Regions from separate parts of the Mus musculus genome. Here regions 2 and 3 are each linked to region 1. A link is a contact called in public promoter capture Hi-C data. All regions are on one chromosome and are shown on one strand. Each heading gives the region's core, a stretch centred on a gene start, on an enhancer-like site or on the middle of the called end of the contact. The rest is flanking DNA. Distances are from core to core; before and after follow the strand shown.

The links. Promoter capture Hi-C pulls out the DNA fragments that hold promoters and counts their contacts.
Region 2: a contact with region 1 is called in a promoter capture Hi-C map of embryonic stem cells, with 9 times the contacts expected there. The contact joins the enhancer-like site here to the promoter of Tube1 in region 1. A contact is called at or near these places in 16 of 39 promoter capture datasets (the 3T3-L1 cell line, 3T3-L1-derived adipocytes, the HPC-7 cell line and 10 more), 8 of 115 datasets of contacts at active chromatin or transcription factors (embryonic forebrain, embryonic limb bud, embryonic stem cells and 3 more) and 1 of 9 other capture datasets (adipose tissue).
Region 3: a contact with region 1 is called in a promoter capture Hi-C map of liver, with 7 times the contacts expected there. The contact joins the enhancer-like site here to the promoter of Tube1 in region 1. A contact is called at or near these places in 11 of 39 promoter capture datasets (the 3T3-L1 cell line, 3T3-L1-derived adipocytes, the SN4741 cell line and 7 more), 2 of 115 datasets of contacts at active chromatin or transcription factors (embryonic limb bud and forebrain) and 1 of 9 other capture datasets (pancreatic islet).

The regions. Positions count from the first base shown.
Region 1 is chr10:39,132,576-39,135,474 of GRCm38.p6, forward strand. It overlaps Tube1 (tubulin, epsilon 1), which reads left to right and starts at 1,448. Exons shown (of 12, transcript NM_028006.2): 1 at 1,448-1,532; 2 at 1,631-1,704; 3 at 2,413-2,465. The coding sequence starts at 1,508. It overlaps Fam229b (family with sequence similarity 229, member B), which reads right to left and starts at 1,331. Exons shown (of 5, transcript NM_183254.2): 1 at 1,248-1,331.
Region 2 is chr10:36,999,598-37,002,496 of GRCm38.p6, forward strand. Hdac2 (histone deacetylase 2) reads left to right here. Exons shown (of 14, transcript NM_008229.2): 13 at 772-829; 14 at 1,932-2,291. The coding sequence ends at 1,962. Among named protein-coding and RNA genes, the nearest start is that of Hdac2, 27 kb to the left of the region's middle. Within about 2 kb of position 1,399, at least 7 of the 459 cell types and tissues checked have an H3K27ac peak or open chromatin away from gene starts, as enhancers often do. A contact at or near this core is called in embryonic stem cells, where this site is marked.
Region 3 is chr10:37,046,104-37,049,002 of GRCm38.p6, forward strand. No RefSeq gene overlaps it. Among named protein-coding and RNA genes, the nearest start is that of Hdac2, 73 kb to the left of the region's middle. Within about 2 kb of position 1,473, at least 58 of the 459 cell types and tissues checked have an H3K27ac peak or open chromatin away from gene starts, as enhancers often do.

The sequences.
Region 1 (2,899 bases), core at 198-2,697:
CAGCAATTTCTAATTTTTCCTGGCTAAAATCTGCCCCCTTAGTTACAAGAGATGTAAGACACCCAAAGAGAAACATGGAAAGGCCTCTGCAATACATACACCCCACTACAACGTCAAAATTCACATCTTTCAAAACTGTGTAATAACAAACTAAGCTGTATCCTGGCGGCTGAATAAGGTATTCTAACCAATCAATCAATTATTGTGGCTCTTATCATGTTATATATCATATTACATATCATGACAAATTAATAGCAAGTATAATTTAACTTTTGCTAAATGAAGATTAAAGGTTTTGTAGTTTCTCAGAATTTCTGTGGAAAATATTAACTTCATTAAAGCATTAAAGTTAGTGAGGGGATTTGTGTGTGTGCACACTTATGGAAACAAGATGTGAAACATGAAGTGTTTTCCTTAGTTATCCTTCATCTTACTTTGTAAGACATTGTCTCCTATTGAGCCCTGAATCTGACACTCACAGTTTCAGCTAGACTCTGTGGATCTCCCTTCTCCAGCCTTCCAAGCCTAGAGTTACAGGCTCCCAGATTTTTGTTAAGTGCTGGGGTCTGCATTTATGTCCCCGTGCTTCAGAGACAAGCATTTTACTGACTGGGCCATCTCTCCAGCCTAAATTCTTAATTTAGTTCTTAATTAAAGCCTCATTTAATTTGCCCAGTAAAAATTCAATTTCTGAAAAATAACCTTTTTTTCCCCTTTCGAACTTCGTGCCCCACCCCTGCCTTTAAAAAATCTCGTCTACATTGTTCATACATCAAATCAAACGCCTTAACTTTTAACCCATCTTTTCTTTTCCTAGACCCTTGTTCATTGAATATTATGGCTCTCCTTGTCAGCGCCATGTAATATTTTAGGTCATATCTTTTGAGTGCATCGAGTGTATCTTCAATGGCATTGCCGGCTGTTGGAAGTTGGATTTGTGTAGATGTTTTGAATTATCCAGAAATCTTAAGTTTGAAGAGTGCATCGCTTTGGCCTCTGAACTTAGCTGTGGTATTTGGTCGGAGTGTACCTAGCTTCCCTTGTTCCCAGATAAGCCTATTTGTCTGGGGTGTCTCTGTGTTCCTCCACATTCGTTTTCTGTTAGATAACGACACTAGCGGGCATCATCCTGAGAAATCGGACCCACTGTCCTGGCTGTTTAGGCTGTGAGCCTCTCAAAGCCCGTGATCAAAGTTAAAGTCCCTTATCTTAAATGCCTCTCTGAAACCTAGTTACCCGTCAGTTACCAGGGCCTCCGGAGCTGCAGATGCTCAAGGATGTTGACAGGGCAGCTAGGATTTACCTGCCGGAGGCCCAGTCGCTATGGTAACGGCTAGCCGCAAATGTGCTTGCGCAGAAGTCCTGGCCGTAAAGAAACAAGGGCATTACGACATTGGCTACTTGCGGCAGCGACGTGACTTAAGGCCGCCCCTCGTAGGGCGTCGTTGAGCTCGAAAGCTAAGGCGGGAGTTTGGGCGGGAGTGCTCCTGCTGGTCCTCCCGGCGGAATGACCCAGTCGGTGGTCGTACAGGGTGAGCTACCCCCGTCCGCGGGGACCGGGTCGCTGCGGAGCCAGTCACCTGGTTGCCTTCCTAATGCACCTCTCTCTCTTCCTCGCTACTGGCTGCAGTCGGACAGTGCGGGAACCAGATCGGCTGCTGCTTCTGGGACCTGGCGCTGAGGGAGCACGCAGCGGTCAACCAGGTACCCGCCCCTCCTGCCTGTCACCCGGGCCTGCCAGAGTTCACATGAGGTTTGGGGAGGGGTGCTTTGGATCCTGCTACGGGGCCCTGGCTGACCTGGGACTTGCTGTGTAGATCATGTTCTGGAATTTGCAGCGATCCATCTGTCTCTGCATCCCCAGGACTACCACTATCATGCCCAGATTACTTGGGCTTTTTAATCAGTACCATAAATTGCATAGGATCTTCTCATACCGGTCGTGGCTAGTTTCTTTTTAAACGTGTTGCTGTAAGTCACAGGCAGAAGGCACTTGTCAGGAGTTTGGTCTTAAGTTTCCCTGATCTTTAGCAGTCTCCTCCTCCTCCTCCTCCTCCTCCTCCTCCTCCTCCTCCTCCTCCTCCTCCTCCTGTTGTTGTTGTTGTTGTTGTTGTTTTGAAAGACAGTAGATGCTATAGATGAAAGCACTATAAAGTAGGTAAATACATCAAACGACCAAGAATCCCAAGAAATTCCCACTTGGAGTACCAGCTGTATAATCCTACAGGGTGTGCTTTTTTCATCACTGTTAAACTTAGTCAGGGGTTCTCTTGGCATTTTACCTTTAGATGTAATTGGAAGAGTCGACCTAGGTTTCTTTTTCTTAGAGCCCCTTCAGCGTTGTAGAGTTGCTACAGCTAAAAGGGTTTTAGAGAAAATAAACGTAAATGCTATAGTTTGTTTTGTTTCTAGAAAGGAATTTATGACGACGCTATAAGCAGCTTCTTCAGGAATGTGGATACCAGGTAAGTGGGTGAGTCTGTCTCCGCTTGGTAGGACGCCTCCTTTCCCTGTCAGCAGAATCTTAGAGGATAAGGAAACAGTTGCCAGCTAGGACGGTGTCTGCTGTTCTGATCAAAGCGTATTCTCATAGCCCATTTTCATACCATTCTGCAGAACAGCGCGCTTCCTTGATAGACTTCCGTAAGAAGCCAAAAAGAACCTTTAAAGGGACTCCCAGTAACTTTGAAAACCTGACGTTTTCACTGAGGGTGCCTGCCCACTATGGTATGAGTCTAGCGGGGGCCAGGTTTTGAAAGATTATTTTGCATATTACTTGCCCTCAGAGTATGCAGAAATGAAAGAGGTGGAAACTGCTCACAATGTGTGTTACTTTTCGTTTAGTGTAAGATACAGATGTTAGAATCCTTTTGACATTTGAGATATGCCTGGGTCTTTT
Region 2 (2,899 bases), core at 149-2,648, 2.1 Mb before region 1:
ATTATCCAAGACACTAAAATGTGAAATCTCCATTGTCGGCATGTAGATTTGTATGGGAGGTGACAGCAGTGCCCTGCAGTGTCTGCATTGCCCAAGCGTGCTGCTGTCCCTGCACCTCTCCATGAGGCCATTGCTTCATAACTAATTTACACAGAGAAAATACTCTGGCTAATCTGGGACATTTACTTTAATTACTGTATTTAAGTTATGAAGTTCAGTTTAGTAGTAATTAAAAATTTAAGGTTAGAACAATGGGATATTGTGGGCCAGCAAGGTAAAGGTGCTTGCTGCCAAGCCTGATTACATATGATCTGCATGTTGGAGGAAGACTCCTGACTTCTACAAGCTGTCTTTTGACCTCCCTATGGAAGTCATGGTGTGGATGCCCAAACATACACACACACTCTGAATAAATAAATGTTAAAAACAAAAAACATAATCTAGCCTCTTGCCTTTAGGATCACGTCCTTCTTACAGTGCAGACACAGTTCTCTTGAGCTCCTTCTGTCTTACCACTGCTTCCGTGCCTCAGTCCTTTTACAGTTTTCCCTGGAAGATACCCTTTCCTCTTACCTGAGAGTTTGTTCATTCTTTGGGACCCACATTCTAGAGAACTGTGTCTGCACTGTAAGAAGGAAGTGATCCTAAAGGCAAGAAGCTAAATTATTTTTTTGTTTTTAACATTTATTATATATACACTATATACATACATATATATATTGTGTGTCTTATATTTCAAAATAGACATCAATATTTTTCTTCTGTCTTTAGATGTTAAGGAAGAAGACAAATCCAAGGACAATAGTGGTGAGAAAACAGACCCCAAAGGGTGAGCGATGCTTGTGTCTGTAGACGTCATGCATGTCTTGGGGGTTGGGCGGGGGCATGCATACTTGAGAAATACTGGCACAGCCTGAGAACATACAATGAGTGCAGGTCTGCGTGTGGGTAACGTGCTTAGGCTATTTGACCGGTAACTTTTATGTATGCAATCGTGTTTTTCATGATGCTCATATTACTGTGCTTAGAATACTTTGATGTTAGGAGACAGGCTAGTTTAAGGAAAAAACATTGGGCTAAGTGAAAGCCTATTGGAGAATTTTGTTATCAGAATGCATGTATGGCTAGGTAGGTGAAGTGTTGCGGTAAATCTCCAACCCAAATATGCCCTGGCAATGAAACACAACTCAATTAATATGAATACATGCTGTGTGCCTAGAATGGGCAGATCTACCGCTACACTACCATCGTCAACAACTGTGAGAGCCCTTAGAACTTGCAGTTTCTCCAGGCCACGTGCTTCTGCTCCACTTTTCTTCTTCCCCCTCCTCTGCATCCTCACCCTCCCCTATTTTCTCCTCTCTCTCCCCACCTTCTTCTCCACCTTCCCTTTATCTGCCCAATCATCAGCTCTCCTTTATTTTACAAATTAGGTGGGAAGCAGGTTTATGGGAAGTAAACCTGAGTGCTGACTCATTGCTTGTTTGTAGGCCCTCACTGGAGAAGGAAGTAGCATCAAATATAATAAGTAAGCCCCAGGGCTATCCACACCTGTGAAGAGGCTTGAGTCTATAATCTCAGTCCACTGGAGAGGCTGAGCCCAGAGGATTGCCATGAATTTAAATCCACACTAAGCTACATAGTGATTTTTAAATCGTCACTCTGGGCTGAAGAATGAGAGTCTGTGTTAGAAGCAAGCACGTGTGCTTGGTCACCCAGTTGTTTGCTAATTTTGAAGGATAACTTAGAATGCTCAGTTGTAAAACAACTGGAAAGATTAAGGCTTTTATTGCTCAGAAAAAAAAGAAAAAACAACAACAACAACAACAGTGAATAGCTTGGTGTGAATCTATAAGACTGTGCAAGTAGCCAGGTCAGTGCTCCTAAACCAAGACTATTACTTTTAATATTTCATGATCCTCTTTCAACAGAGCCAAGTCAGAACAACTCAGCAACCCTTGAATTTGACTCTCCAACTTTAGGAACCTCGAAAAGTGAGACGATTCTGGGATAAGAAACCTTCCCTGTTTGAGGACATTGGCTTCATTTTATACTGTTTTGGCATGGACTGTATTTATTTTCAAAATGGCTTGTTTTTGTTTTTCTTGGCAAGTTTTATTGTGAGTTTTTCTAATTATGAAGCAAATTTTTTTTTCCACCATGCTTTATGTGATTGTATTTAAATTGATGTGTTATTATGTCAAAAGCCGGATCTATTAAAGAAACAATTGGCCTTTCTGAGCTGATTTTTCCATCTTTTGTAATTATCTTTATTAAAAAATTGTACTTGGATCGTTTTCTGTCTGTTTATTATGAAAGCTTGTTTCCAAGTCAATGACTTGATGGTCTTAAGACTGGAACATACCAAAAGGAATGTCAGTGTCAGAGACCATCACTAGATCTACACAGTGCTTACTGGCTCTAACAGCTATTTCTTACTTCAGGAAAAATAACAGTGTCACTTTGTGTCAGGAAGACTGGTATTTCATAAATTATTTCCAAATTCATAATCTGTGCACTTGGGATGAAGCAATTATTTTTGAACTGAATCAAATACTCAGAAATTGGAAATTGTGAATTGAAAAAAGAAACCTGTCCAACCAATAACTGGCCCAACTTAAGACCCATCCCATGAGCCAGCACCAGTCCCTGACACTTAATGATACTCTGTTATACTTGCAGACCGGAGCCTAGTGTGGCTGTCCTCTGAGAGGCTCCACCCAGCAGCTGACTAGGACAGATGCAGATACCCACAGCCAAACAGTGGATGGAGCTTGGGGACTTTTATGGAATAGGAGGAAGGATTTCAGGCCTCCAAGGAGATAGGAACTCTACAGGAAGACCAACTGAGTCAACTAGCCTGGACCTTTGTGGCTCTCAGAGACTGAACCACTAACCA
Region 3 (2,899 bases), core at 223-2,722, 2.1 Mb before region 1:
ATATGTATATACAGCAGAGGACTTCTGGGTCTGGCCTCAGTGAGAGAAGATGCACTTTACTCTTGAGAGACTTGATGCCCCAGAGAGTGAGGAGGTCTGTTAGGGTGGCAACATCCTTTTGGACACGTATGGTGGGGGAGGAGGTATGGGATGGGGAGCAGTCAGGGGGCAGACCGGGAAGGAGATGAAGAGTGGAATGTACAAAAGGATTAAAAAATTTAAAAAAATATTTATTTTATGTATATGTGTATATTATAGCTATCTTGAGACACACTAGAAGAGAGCATCAGATCCCATTACAGTGATTTTGAGCCACCATATGGTTGCTGGAAATTGAACTCAGGACCTCTGGAAGATCAGTCTCTCTAACCCCCATACAATGTTTTCTTAAAGATTATTGCTATAGCTGGTTATGATGGTGCATATCATTAATCCAAGCATTTGGGAAGTGGAGACAGGAGAACTAGTAGTTCAAGGTCATCCTTATCTCCACAAGCTACACTAGCATTGGCTGCCAGAGACTCTGCCTCAAATAAAATAAAAGTATACATATGACGTTATTTGAGTCAATTTTTACTGAGTATAAAGTAATATTTTCTATAATTATCAAGATAGAAAATATAGCTGAATATAAACTAAAAATAAGTTCTGCTGATAATTTGTCCCCGCCTGATCCACAATCAGTAGTATTAAATCCATTTAAATTATTTTCTTATTTATAACACAAACCTTTGCAGATTTTTACACATATACTCAGAGTTTTACATAAAGGCATTTTATAAGTTTTAAATTGTCTTAAGTTTTATAATATTTTTTCCCAAGATAATGTTAGTACTCATAAAGTCTTGGGTAAATAAATTTAAATTAGTAGATTAGATCTACACTCTAATTCTAATTTTTTCATGATTTTTTATATTAAAAAAAGTTTGAAACCATATTTTTACCTAAAATGAAGACAGTAATACATGTGGAAACTATTATTTTACTCCAGCTCCTCATGACAGCCTCATACAGATGGCTTTAACAAGCACGAAGAGGGTGATATGTTTGGCCTTGGCGCAATGCTCAGCAAGTTAAAACAAGCATGATGCTAAGAGCAGAGCTGAGGCTTCTGAAGTGGCCTCTGAAGTGCAGGATGCTCTCCTGCCCAGGAATGGAGTGTAGATGTGGATGTGGTGCAGAGTCGGCTGAGCAGGCAGGGTACTCTTCTGTAACACTGTGCTCCACAAGACTGAGCCTGAAACAAAAGACGTTCCACATCAATATCCAAAACTTTTATTTTTTCTTTTTTTACTCTTTACAGTTTTCTAATTTTATCAGGAAACTTTCTGAAGAGCACAGAATTCTTTTCAGTATTTTCCTTTCTTGAATAAGAAAAGAATAAAAGTTCCATTGCCTTAAGACCTTTCCAAGGAGGGACTTCCTAGGTGAGGGCTTCCTGGGAAGGTTGTGGAGGACAACTTTTTGTCTTGAACACTGGCCAGCCAACCTCTGACTTCAGGACTGGCTTTCCTGTTTTCTGCTGCTCTCCATCTGTTGGCCACATCAGGCAGCAGACACTGCCCACTGAGGAATCATCGCTTTAGCCTTCCAGTGGCACCAAGGCTGCCTTCCTAGATGCTGTCATTGATCCTATGGTTGAGGAACACCCCTTAGCTGTGGCTTTGGGCCAGACATTCTTTCCCTCTGGAAAGCGTAGTGACATTCTGTTATTTCTCCCCAAAAATGCAAGGCCGCTCCTAGTGTCGACTAACACACCAAACAGAGGTATTTTTTTCCCCTGCTAAACTGAAAACCTCCCGGGAGGAAACACCAGTTTTATCCAAGCACAAAATGAATTCAAGTCAGTGGGATCCAGAAATTATGCAATCTCCATTCCAACCTACTTTCTTCCTTCCCGTCAGCAGATTTAGAAAGCACCGCCTAGTGAAGCCCTGTGGAGTCCTCATTTCTGTGTCAAGCTGTTAGCAATTCAGTACGTTTCCCAAATTTGGTTTCTAGGAGCAGACATGCTGCAGGATCGTATGAACGCTGAGTGTTTTCACAGACTTACCTTCAGCACACATTCAAAGTCTAGAGGAGAAAGACGCTGTGAACCAAGACACATAGATTATCAGTCAAGATGGGGAAGGTCTGGGCCCAGGATAGGGAACCAGCTTTTGTGTTGAAGGATTTATTTTTTCTTAACTGATTAAATAAAGGAAGTAGAAGAAAAGGCTAGGTTATAATAAGAATAGCAGCAACAGTAGTCATCACAATGAGTAAGTCAAATAGCAGCTGTGCCTGGCATTGTGCTAAATATGTATTCTTCATCACCTGTTTCTTCTCTACTAGAGTATCAATACAGATACTATCGATATTCAGCTCACTATTATTTCATCTACTGAAGTGAGAATCTTGAGGCATGAAGCTCAGAAATGGCCTACGTTATTGACGGATCTAAGACTTTCATCCCAGCCTGGGCTATTTATTTCTGCTCTGCACCAGTGAGCAGCCATTTGACTTCCATGGGTCTTTTTTCTCAAGCTGTTCTTACTTGGGGGTGGGGTTTGAGACAGTGTTTCTTTGTGTAGCCCCAGCTTTCCTGGAAGGCAGGAATCTGTCTGCCGAAGTTAAATTTGGGTGCAATCCTGTGTCACTCTTCCACCTTATTGTTGAGATAAGGTCTTGCCCTGAGCTTGGAGCTATGCAGACTAGCCTGCAAGCCCATGGGTCCTCTTGTCTCTGATCCTACAGCATTTGAGTTACAAACACAGCTAGCTATGGTCAGCTTCTCATTTGTATGCTAAGACTCAAATTCAGGTTCTTTTGCTTGTGCAATCACTGGGCCTTCTCTGCAGCCCGTCCCATGCTTTTTTTTTTTTTTTTTAAGATTTATTTATTTAATGTATATGAGTAC